Linked DNA regions of Mus musculus: regions 1, 2 and 4 are each linked to region 3. A link is a contact called in public HiChIP or PLAC-seq data. All regions are on one chromosome and are shown on one strand. The core of a region is the stretch at or near the end of the contact, and the rest is flanking DNA. Distances in the headings are between cores, read along the strand shown. Region 1 holds the start of Mien1 (migration and invasion enhancer 1). Region 2 holds the start of Ppp1r1b (protein phosphatase 1, regulatory inhibitor subunit 1B). Region 3 holds the start of Pip4k2b (phosphatidylinositol-5-phosphate 4-kinase, type II, beta). Region 4 holds the start of Lrrc3c (leucine rich repeat containing 3C).

Evidence for each region. HiChIP or PLAC-seq counts read pairs in DNA pulled down with a chosen protein or histone mark.
Region 1: a contact with region 3 is called in an HNF4G HiChIP or PLAC-seq map of pancreatic cancer cells. The contact joins the promoter of Mien1 here to the promoter of Pip4k2b in region 3. A contact is called at or near these places in 4 of 39 promoter capture datasets (cranial neural crest, liver, pre-B cells and 1 more) and 1 of 115 datasets of contacts at active chromatin or transcription factors (pancreatic cancer cells).
Region 2: an H3K4me3 HiChIP or PLAC-seq map of bone marrow-derived macrophages shows a contact between it and region 3, with 6 times the contacts expected there. The contact joins the promoter of Ppp1r1b here to the promoter of Pip4k2b in region 3. A contact is called at or near these places in 1 of 39 promoter capture datasets (liver) and 2 of 115 datasets of contacts at active chromatin or transcription factors (bone marrow-derived macrophages and pancreatic cancer cells).
Region 4: a contact with region 3 is called in an H3K27ac HiChIP or PLAC-seq map of large pre-B cells, with 3 times the contacts expected there. The contact joins the promoter of Lrrc3c here to the promoter of Pip4k2b in region 3. A contact is called at or near these places in 2 of 115 datasets of contacts at active chromatin or transcription factors (large pre-B cells and pancreatic cancer cells).

Annotation. Positions count from the first base shown.
Region 1 is chr11:98,437,707-98,440,444 of GRCm38.p6, reverse strand. It overlaps Mien1 (migration and invasion enhancer 1), which reads left to right and starts at 1,457. Exons shown (of 4, transcript NM_025559.2): 1 at 1,457-1,587; 2 at 1,701-1,798; 3 at 2,132-2,208; 4 at 2,300-2,737. The coding sequence starts at 1,499. The coding sequence ends at 2,383. It overlaps Erbb2 (erb-b2 receptor tyrosine kinase 2), which reads right to left. Exons shown (of 27, transcript NM_001003817.1): 27 at 2,729-2,738.
Region 2 is chr11:98,346,975-98,349,674 of GRCm38.p6, reverse strand. It overlaps Ppp1r1b (protein phosphatase 1, regulatory inhibitor subunit 1B), which reads right to left and starts at 1,269. Exons shown (of 7, transcript NM_144828.2): 1 at 501-1,269. The coding sequence starts at 581.
Region 3 is chr11:97,743,413-97,746,112 of GRCm38.p6, reverse strand. Pip4k2b (phosphatidylinositol-5-phosphate 4-kinase, type II, beta) reads left to right here and starts at 1,409. Exons shown (of 10, transcript NM_054051.1): 1 at 1,409-1,667. The coding sequence starts at 1,509. It overlaps Cwc25 (CWC25 spliceosome-associated protein), which reads left to right. Exons shown (of 10, transcript NM_026186.4): 10 at 1-643. It overlaps Mir8102 (microRNA 8102), which reads right to left and starts at 1,216; the gene lies at 1,078-1,216.
Region 4 is chr11:98,596,913-98,599,612 of GRCm38.p6, reverse strand. It overlaps Lrrc3c (leucine rich repeat containing 3C), which reads right to left and starts at 1,322. Exons shown (of 2, transcript NM_001195544.1): 1 at 1,243-1,322; 2 at 27-848. The coding sequence starts at 794. The coding sequence ends at 27.

The DNA of each region.
Region 1 (2,738 bases), core at 208-2,707, 690 kb before region 3:
TTAATCTAAAAAAAAAAAAGTAATATCATCAAAGAGACAGGCAACCAGTATTTGTGGTGGCTATGAAGAAACAACTCCTTGTGCCCTTTTGGTGGTGTAAAATGCTACAGCTGCTTAGAAAAAAAAAAACAAAAACAAAAAACAAAAACAAAAGCAGGTAGGCAATCCATAAAGAGTTAAATATAAATTTCTCGCAGCCCAGTAGTTTTAATTTTACTCTAAGGAACTTAAGAGAAATGGCAACACATCCATACAAAGGCATCTACAAGACATTTACTCAAAACAAACAACCCAAAGAAACCCAGATTAATGTTAATAGACAAATAATCTGTGCTTTTTCTATACAACAGAATGAAATAGTATTCATCAATAGAAAGGAACGCCTGGGACACAGCACTGGATGGAGGCTTGCTCTGATACAACAGAGCAAACGTCACATGCTGCAAGAGTCCATTTATGTGAAATGTCCAGAAAAGTTTAGAGAGCAGAGCAGCGATTGCTTGGGGCTGGAGTTGGAAGCTGCAAGCAAACAGGAAAGGCCTTCTTAGATCCATTGAAATATCCTATAACTAGATGGGATGACGTCAGAACTCAGCAAACACAGACCGACCCAACAATGAACAGTTTCAAGGGACACCAGAATGGGTGACTTGTTACGATACTGTAGTGGTGCTTCAGGGAAGGAAGAGACAGGGAGGACCCAGGCTGCAGTTCCAGAATTACAAACTGAGTTCAATGACACTAGCCCTCTAGCAAGAGGCAGGGATGAGGAGTGTGCATAAAGTGGGGGTCAGCACTTCAGAGTCAAAAGAACTAGAGTTCTGGGCTGATGAAGACGCTTGACCTGTAAGAGACAGACCTTTGAGACAGAATCTGATACTCTGAGTTCAATCCCTGGGACCCACATGATAAGATGGAGGAGGCCGAAAGTTGCTGTACTCTGACCTTCAAAAGCATGCTATGGCATGGCCCCCACCTCCAATACACACTCGTCCACAAATTAATAAATAAATGTAGTAAGTTTTAAAGATGCCCTCGCATGCATAAATTCACACTTATACACATATATACGTAATTAAAATATTCTTAAAAGTTAAAAAAAAAAGAACTCGAAAGAAAAGCAGTATGGTGTGGTTTCAAACGCTATCATCGTTCGAGAGGTAAATAGCAACACCAATCACAGACCATCAGCTACCTCGGCCGCCTGCCCCATTTTCTCTGTCTTTTGTAAATGGAAAATAGCTTTGTGATCACAGGCAGTTCGTTAGTAAGCAAATCCATGACTGTGAGCATTGGATGCCAATGAGCTCTCAGAACCCAGGATCAGTGCTGGTCCAGGATATTCGCTCTGCAGCTGGATCAAGATGTAGCAGTACCTGCTGACGGCAGAGGGCGCCCCGACGCAAAGCGAGGTCCGGACACGCCCACGGACACGCCCCCCACGTGACTTTGGCGTGGCGTCACACCCGGAAGCAGCCCTGCAGCGGAGCGGGCAGCAATGAGTGGGGAGCCAGCGCCGGTGTCCGTAGTGCCCCCTCCCGGGGAGGTGGAAGCAGGCAGTGGAGTCCACATCGTGGTGGAGTACTGGTAAGCCACTCGGGTTGAAAAGGAGCCTCTTGTGCTCGCCCGCAAGATGGGGGTGGATCCACGGGAGGCCCCACCCCCGGAACCCCAGCTCACTCCACGTCTCTTCTCCCCAGTAAACCCTGCGGCTTTGAGGCGACCTACCTGGAGCTGGCGAGCGCTGTGAAGGAGGAGTATCCGGGCATTGAGATTGAGTCGCGACTCGGGGGGACAGGTGAGGTCCGCAGAGCACCTGCTGAGTCAGTCCATGTGATAAAACTCCAGCTCTCCCTACATTCTAGAGCTGACATTGGCTGTTGTATATAAAGCCCCTAGTAGGGTCTGACACATAGCAAAAATGCCTACTGTGGGTTTGGAGTGAAGGAACTCTTAATGGCGTATTGGAAAGACGCACGGGTGAGGACTTTGGGGTTTGGGGCTGAATGGCTTCAGGATCGGTGTCTGCCGAGGCCATGAACAGTCTTGCTTGGACTCGAGGTGGTGCCAAGGACCTCCCTGAACTTCTGCCTGTTGTTCTTAGTTCGTTCTTGCATTTATTTCCTACCAGGGGCCTTCGAGATTGAGATCAATGGACAGCTGGTGTTCTCCAAGCTGGAGAATGGAGGGTTTCCTTATGAGAAAGACGTGAGTATTTAATGTACCTCGGGAGGGTGGCTGAGACGAGACACACCCTCCTCTCCTGTGCATGACACTCGCCCATGTCTCTGTCCGCTAGCTCATGGAAGCCATCCGAAGAGCCAGCAATGGAGAACCTGTAGAAAAGATCACCAACAGCCGGCCTCCCTGTGTCATCCTGTGACTAAGAAATGATTCTTGGAAGCTTGGTTCTGGGGTTTAAACCTTTCCTTGTGGTTACGCTAGGAATCCCTCTACCTTTAGCCCCTCACTTGGCCCTAGGTAACTAAGACCCTGACTTCACTTTGCCTCTTAGGGCACAAGGAGGGACTAGACATTTCTGTGGCCAAAGGCAGAAAAGAGATGTTCTCTGTGAACATCACCATCGCTCTCCCGGGATCTGTGCCCTCTGCAGTTTGGTCCTCTCCCCAGCGTGGCAATACCTTTCAGATGCCACGGTTGCTATAACTTATTTTCCCTGAATCCTGGGCAGTGTCGGCTCTTGGCAATAAAGAGTAATTACAAATGCTTGTGTCAAC
Region 2 (2,700 bases), core at 20-2,519, 600 kb before region 3:
TCAAGGAAGAGATGTCAGCTCACTCCCTGGGGTTGCAGTTCCAGGTCTTGAGAGCAGAGAGTAGTCAGAATAACGTTCTGGGGACACCCCACCACCACCAACAACTAGGCCTATAGGGTGAGACTGTGGCCCTCTAGACCATGAGTGGTTGAAGTGACAGCCTCAGACGCCAGAGCTGTTTGTATCTGTCCATGGGATACCACCAGGGTGATGGGGTCTCTGCGGGGAATAAATGACTAGCCTAGCGGGGCTATATAAGAGCCAAAAGGGCAGTCCCGAGAACTGATTGATAGTCTCCGGACGCTCACTGCAGGAATTCTCCCGCCCAAGATAGGCTTAAAGGTCCGGAGAAAAGTTGCTAGGAGTCTCCGGCGAACTTCCAGTCCTGTGGGGCGCCCCATTGCAGTCCAGGCTGGATCCAACATGGGACGGGACGGACTGTGCTGGGGTGGGGGAATATGTGTTGGGGGTGATACGTGGATGGGGCGCGGCCCCCTTACCATCTCCACCTGTCGGGGGTCGAGCTGGCTCGGGGGCGCGGGCACAGAGAACTGAATCTTCTTGCGGTCCTTGGGGTCCATGGCGGGCGGCTGAGCGTTCTTGGGGTGTCTGGCTGAGCCCTGCTCGGCTGTCCGGAGCTGCGGGTGGCGCGTGCTGCGCGGAGGAGGAGGAGGAGCACTGTCCCCGCACCCAGGAAAATCCCGCGCTCCACGAGGAGAACGCGCGACGGTCGGGAGGACTGAACAGCGGGGCTCGCCTGCAGCGCCGGGCTCAGCGTCCCCAGGTCAGAGCTCAGGATCCCCGCGCCTTAGCTGCGCGCCACCGGTTTGGGGCGCGGGGCTCTGGCTGCCGGCCTGAGCTATCTCGGCGGGCTGCCCTCGGCCTTGCTCTACCAGCTTCTGTCTATCCCCCACTCTGCCTTCTTCCTCTCCGCGCCTCTGCCGCTACTGGCTGCACCCCACAGGTCCCAACCCTGGGGTCCCAGCCCGTCCTCTCTGCCAGGGACTGGCGCCCAGGCGTTTGGAGGGAGGGCTTAGGGGAAAGCGGCCAATGAGCATCGAGAAGCGTGTTCTCCCGGGCTGGGAGGAGGGTGCGGAGTGGGAGCCAGGGCTAGGGGAGCGGCCCGGGGGCCCCCTGCAGTATCCCCAGAACTCGGCGTTGTATTATTAATGAAGTCCAGCGGTGACGCTAAGGGGAGGGGGCAGGGGCAGCTGCAGCCGGGACTCTGGCTTTAACCTCTTCGCCCACCCCCCCTCGGGACGTGGACTTTTAAGGGAGGCCCGTGAGGTCGAGAAGAGAGTGCCAGCATGTCACGCTGTGAATGGGGGTGTCCTAGAAAGCGAGTGTGAGAGAGGTGTGCGTGGGAGGACACCTGTCAGTCATCATCGTGGTAGGGAGTATGTGCAAGTGAATGCTAGAGGCCTGGAGTGCTGTAGCTGGGGAGGGTGGGGGTCGGTGCGGTGTGAGCGTGTGAGTCTATGTAAGTGTGTCAGAGTGTCAAAGATGCGGGTGTGAGTGGCAGCGTGTGGGAGGACTGCGTGTGTGCGGGGGAGGGTGTGGGTGTGGAGGAGGATGTCAGAGACTGTCAAGGTGATGGGCAGGCGGGTGCCAGCTTGCGGGGGGGGGGGTGGTATGCAGGAGAGGGGCTTGAGGCTGTGAATGTGAGAGCAAATTCCGGGGGGGGGGGGGAATGAGTCCCTGCCACAATGTACCCAGCATTCACGTGTCTCTTGCCTTTTCTCCGCAGCTACTGGGGGAGGGGACAGAATCAGCCCAGGGGCAGGGTTGGGGGGCTGCCTTCCCCGTACACGTGCTATCACATGTGTGGGCTTGGTGCGTTGGGGAACAGAGCTGGGGGTGTGTGATCATTCTGAGGTGCCAGTCTCTTCTACAGAGGTGTGTGTGTGTGTGTGTGTGTGTGTGTGTGATGGAGAAGAGGGGCTACTTTGTGGGTTAAGTACCCTTGTTTATCTGTCCAAGCCCTTGAGTCTCTCCGCAGGAGCTGGCACTACCCTCTCTGAGGCTGGCGAGGACTGAGTGCCTCTCTGTAGTGCCCAGAAGGGGTGTGTGTGTGGACCTGTGCCTGTCTGTGCCCTCCTGGGGTTCTGTTTGTGTTGGCTGTCCTCTCTTCTGGTCACTCTTAGGCCAGGAACAGCAGGAGCCCTCCCCACCACACCCGTAACTCCACAGGCAACTTTTCCACTCCTAGCCGGGCACTCTGGCCCCAGGGGTAGACTGAGAGGCCAATGGAGTCTTATGGAAATGAGGTCAGGGGCATGCTGTTCTGCCCCAGACTCAGTGCCCTCTGGGGGAAGAGAGAGAGAGAGAGAGAGAGAGAGAGAGAGAGAGAGAGAGAGAGAGAGAGAGAGAGAGCGCATCAGGGGCCAAGCTTTGCTCTTGGGAATAGGATGTTCTGGTGGACAGGCTCCATGTCCTCCAGCCTAGGCCTGGCCACAGTTTGTTGACTTACATATTTTCTGGGGTGCTGTCCCTGGACATGGGCATCTCTGCCAGTTCCTAGCTTGGCCCAGGACCCCTCTTCCAGATGGGGTGTGGTGAGGAATGGCAAAACCCAGCCTGTTGTTATGTTGGGAGGATCAAGAGAGTCGCTGGGCAGCCTTTAGGTCAAAGTGGGGGTAGGAGGCTGGAGTTCCCCTGCGCTGGGGTCGCTGTGAAAGGGTATGTGGTGGGTAAAGGAGG
Region 3 (2,700 bases), core at 160-2,659:
AGACGACAGATTCACCCTAGCGGTAGCTGACCTTAAACTGTAGATCTCCTGTTTTAGTCTCTGGAGCTGTGATTACAGACCATCTGGCCCTCAGAGGTGCTCTTAATTCATATATTAAGCCATTTCGTTGTTCTACCAGTTCCTAATTTCTCCTAAAATATGTTTGGATTTAAGCACTAAAATTCCAGTCACTGTAATTATTGTTGTTGTTACTTTTTGAGACAGGGTTTCTCAGTATAGATAGCCCTGGCTGTCCTGGAACTCACTCTGTAGACCAGGCTGGCCTTGAACTCAGAAATCTGCCTGCCTCTGCCTCCCAAGTGCTGGGATTAAAGGCATGCGCCACCACGACCGGCTGGCACTGTAATTCTTAAAACTCAGTTTCTCCCCAGACAATATAACATTATTCATTTAATCATCTCATCCTTCTGCCCTATGTTATAGTTAATTATGGCTTTTATTTTATTACTTGGTAATAAAGGCTACATTTATTTTTGTAACTGTGTAGAGCGATCTACCACGTGCCTGGTACTGAGTCTTGATATCCCAAGTGTTGACCTGTGATTTGTGTCGGATACAGAGACCCTTCGACCAAGTGGAATTACATAATAAACCATGGGCAGTTTATTCGAGATTTCTTGGAGCAAGAATGAAAGGATTATTACAATACGCGTCTACAGATGCTAGTGGTGTCTAAACTTGACCATCGGGATAGAGGAGGCTAGGCGGCAGGTGGGTGGGCGCGCGGCCCATTCATAAAACCTAGGATTCCCGGCCTGCTCCTCTGATTGGCCCCCGGGAAAGGGGGCGTACCTTGCGGGTGGAGCGAGCCGTCGGCCCAGGGGAGTGGGAAGATCCACGCTTGGGTGGAGCGAGGGGGCGGTCCCTGGTTTTCTAGGCAGGACTTCCTTTCCCCTTTGCCGCGTTACTCCTCTGTCCCCCGGGGTGGAGATGGTATGTTCCAGCTTCTTCTCATGCCGGCCCCTCTTCCCCTCCCGAAGCGGCGGCGCTGCCGCCATTTTAGTACTTCATGTGGAGGCAAAGTCAAAGCCCGGCCTTGAGGGTGTCCGAGTAGGGAGCCCTTCTTGCCGAGTGCCTCGAGGCTGTCCATCCCCAGTCTTCCTCGTTCCCCCGCGTGAAGCCGGCTGGGTTCCCTTCAGGCCGGGAGAGGAGGAGTGGGCGGGGCAGCTGCAAGCGCCCGGGGACGGGCGGTACCATTCCGACGGGGAGGGGAGAGCCGGGATCCAGTGGGCGGTGCCGCCCGGGGGCGGGGTGAGGATCAGGCTGGCCTGCTCCCCGGGGCGGGGCGGGGCGGGGCGGGCCGGCGCAGCGAGGGCGGGGCGTGGGGCGGACGGAACCACCGGGGCGGGGTGGGGAGGTAACGGGACGGGCGCGACCATGGCTCGGTGAGGCAGCGGGGGTGGGGATCGGTTCGGGGGAGGCCTGGGGCCGCTCGCTGGTGCGCTGTCTCCGCCGCCCCCCCTTTCGCCGCCGCCGCCGCCCCGGGCATGTCGTCCAACTGCACCAGCACCACGGCGGTGGCGGTGGCGCCGCTCAGCGCCAGCAAAACCAAGACCAAGAAGAAGCATTTCGTGTGCCAGAAAGTGAAGCTATTCCGGGCCAGCGAGCCGATTCTCAGCGTCCTGATGTGGGGGGTGAACCACACGGTAACCAGCTTCCCCGTGCGCGCCCCCACTCCCTCCGGCCTCGCCACGCTCGCCCCGCGGGTGACGCCTGCAACCCTTCCGCCGAGCCACTTGCATGCCCGCCCACCCGTGCACGCTGTCCGGCCGGGCGTGCACTCCCCGTTCGCCACGCGAGGCCTGGTGTCCCCGTGCTATGCCGTCGTCGTTTCCCCTTCGCTCCAGCCCCTCTGGCTTCTTGTGTCCGTATGCTGGCTCCGTGCAACCCCGGAGCTTCCGAGGGAAGGCCTGGGTGCTGCAACGACGCTGCTTCTACCCTCAGCGTGTTTGTTGCATGGCTATTCCGCTTGTCTCTTATAGCTGGCTACCACATCATTGCTCAGTTGACAGGGCAAGTGGGACTGGCTTGCCTGAATGTTCCTGTTTGTGGTCCTTTGGGTGGTATGGCTGCTCAAAGTTTCCCATCTTCTAGGCCTCCTTACCCCTGACTGTGGACATCCTCTCTGGGTTTCCTTTTTTTCTTCTTCTTCTTCATGAAGACGTATCAACTGGAGAAGCAGAGACTTCTCCAAACCACAGACACTTGACTTGTGTTCCCATGGATGAAGGATAAGTGCGAGCACAAGGCCCGAGGGAGTGTAGACTTGGTTATGGAAATAATGTATCTTCCTCGTTCTTCTGTGATGTTTCAAAGCCATTGACTTCTCGTATGGTTTTCCAGGGTGTGATAATGGTGATTACTGTCTCAGATGAGTGGTCCTTTGGGTCCTGGGTGCTTTGGGATGGTGCAGCAGCCTCTGCCAAGAAGTTGGATGTGGCCGACGTTAGCTGGTTGGCTCTGTTTATGTGCTGTTTGTTTGGGATCTGCTCTCTTTCGGTGGCTTGCTCTCTGCCTTCTCACCGTTTCTTTGTGAGTCCCTACACTGAGAGCAAACAGAGGAAGTGAAAAGACCTGAGGTGCTGACTCCACCAGCCACAAGTTTAGAATGGGGGTGGGTGGGGGGAGGATAACGGGTCGGGTCTCCTTCGGATTTCATTCTTTAGGCTCCATGACTTT
Region 4 (2,700 bases), core at 73-2,572, 850 kb before region 3:
AAAGGCTGGGGCATAGGGCCAAGAGCTCAGAGCACTGTGCTGAGTGTAGAGGAGTCCTCTGAGCGCACAGGCTGCGCGGGAGGAGCCCGCTTGACCGGGCGCCGCGTCTCATCTCGGTTCTGCCACACATAGCGGATCAGATAAGCCACTACCAGTGTCAGCCAGCCCCCCATGGTGACTAACAGGGCCACATCCGTGCTCCTTCGGGTCCCACCTCGTCCTGTCCCACACAGCTCTTCCTCCCTGGTGAGCAGAAGGAACTCGTGTCCCACGAGATCTGGTCGGGCTTCTGGACCACACACAATGCCTGTCCCGGAGCCTGGAGCCAACCTGACGTGCCTGAGCACTTCCTGTAGGGCACAGTCGCAGCGCCATGGGTTGGCAGACAGGTTCACTTGGATCTGCAGCCCCACGAAGGCTGCCACAGGCACAGATGCTAGCTGGTTGGCAGAGAGGTCGAGGTGGCGCAGAGTGCCCTCCAGGCCCTGGAAAGCAGCCCCTGAGAGATGAACAAGAGCGTTATGAGACAGGTCTAGTTCTTCCAGGGCAGGCAGGTGCTGGAAGGCACCAGCTGGCACTGATGCCAACTGGTTGGCGTCCAGGTAAAGCTTTCGGGTGTCGTTGGGGATACCGTTGGGCACGGCACTCAGACCAGCCCGGCTGCAGCGGAATGTCTGTTCCCCGGCTTCTTCTGCTACGTAGCAGCCCTGGGGCAGTGCCAGGGGGCGGGGCACAGAGCCCCCGGTGCCAATCACCAGCAGGAGGGGCAGGAGGCGAGGAGCTAGTAGGGGCATGGTCGCAGATAAACATAATCCTGGAGTGGAGGAGAAGCTGGGGAATAGACGAACCTACGACAGAAGAGCAAAGTTAGAATTCTACGTCCCACTGAAACTCGCTCCTGCTAGAGTCCCTCAGTGGACCCTCTCTGGACCCAAGCCTGTCCTTTCAGGGCTCTCTTAGCCCAAGGTCCATTGGTCTGTCCGACCGTCCCTCTGTCTGTCTCTGTCTCTGTCTCTGTCTCTGTCTCTGTCTCTGTCTCTGTCTCTCTCTCTTCAACAGGACCCCGGGGGAAGGAATCCCTTAGACTTGGAACGTTTGGGTTCTATTGATTCTAGATTAATCTGTGAGGTCCTTCTGTCCCTTTGCCCTGCTGAAATGGGCCCAAGGGGCCTGTCCAAGCTATTTCTTCTGCTTGAATCTTCATTTCCTTCGTTGAAATAAACATTTTTGTCCTCTAAGTACCTGTATGACTGCCAAGGGAGGCCAGGTAAACACCAGGGAGGCGGCCTGGCTGGCACTCGTGTCACAAGAGTGACATATTAGCGATAGATCCCAGGTTGTTCAGAATATACAAGTAGGTAGCGGGTGCCTCTGGCGCCGCCTTCTGTGCACATCAACTCCCCCTTTTCTGAAAGCATCTACCCCATCCTGCTTCAGCTCCTGGATTAGCTCACCTTCCCACCTCTCTCCCTTCTCCTTCCTGCCTCTCACCCTGGTTGGTGGCAGAGTCCTCTCCTGTGCTCCTGCCTTTTTTCCGGAAGTAGTCCCCCTGCCAGTGGGCTCTGGAGACCCGTTTCTTCCTTCAGAAGTCCTGTTTGCTTCAGCAGCTGAAAGCTGTGACCTGGGGCCCAAGAGTGTAGAGTTTCCTGGCATATGACTCTAGGCCCCAGGTGTCAGATACCTGAGCCATGGCCTGGCCAGGCAATGCCAAGAGAGAGCAGATCCCAGACCCTGATGTTCGGGAGACAGGTCTGGATTCCATTTCCTGCCCCAGGCTTTCCTCTCATAACTTAGCAGTTGCTATCTCCTATCAGCTGCGAGAATGGCCTCCCAGAACCTCCTTTTCTTGCCCAGAGCCTGGCTGGCCAAAAGGATGGTGGTTTGGTTGCCCTGGGTGCAGAATCCTACGATTCCCTCTCAGCAACTTGCAGCACAAGCCCCCTCCCGCTATTTTTTTTTTTTTTTTTTTTTTTTTTTTTTTTTTTTTTGTTCTCTGTAGGTCCCTGGTACCGACCCGGTCTTTTCCTCATCTTCAGAGGATGCCCCTGAATCTTCACAGGGCCAACCCTTCTGACCACCAGGAGGCGCTGTGGTTTAGTCTCAGTTTGCTGTTGTAGATGGTCGCTCTAGGAGTTGAAAGCTCTTTAAGTCTGATGTGGTGAATTGTTTTCCTGCCAACTTTTCAGTACTGAACTAGAGGCCAACCCAGATGTTCTTGGGCTCCCAGGATGGCAATTTGAATCCTTCTTCAAGCCTGAGACTGCGATGACTTATTCAAGGACCCTTCATCCTAACGATTGTTTGCAGGGGTCCCACCATTCTTCTACATCCCTTCTCCTGATGTCCTGGGGGTGGCCGGAAGGAAGGATTTGAACTCCGGAGAGTGTTTTGTGTCTATGTCTGAGCCCTTGTGAGTGAACAGTGGCAGAATGGAGGGGCTCCGTGCAGAATGGACGTGAGCGAGCTTGTGGCAGTGAAGTCCAAAAGCTATTGTTTTCATTACATTTTCCAGAACTGTCTGACTTGACTTTATGGTTGCAACACCAACACAGGTTTTCCTGCTCCACTCACCTGCTGTGTTTTGCAGCGACAGGGGTGACCCGAAGTCATGGGTATGGATGTAGATCAGTTGTTCTCAGCCTATGGGGTCACACCAGCCTGGGGTGGGGGCGGGTCAATCGACCCTTTCACACGGGTCAC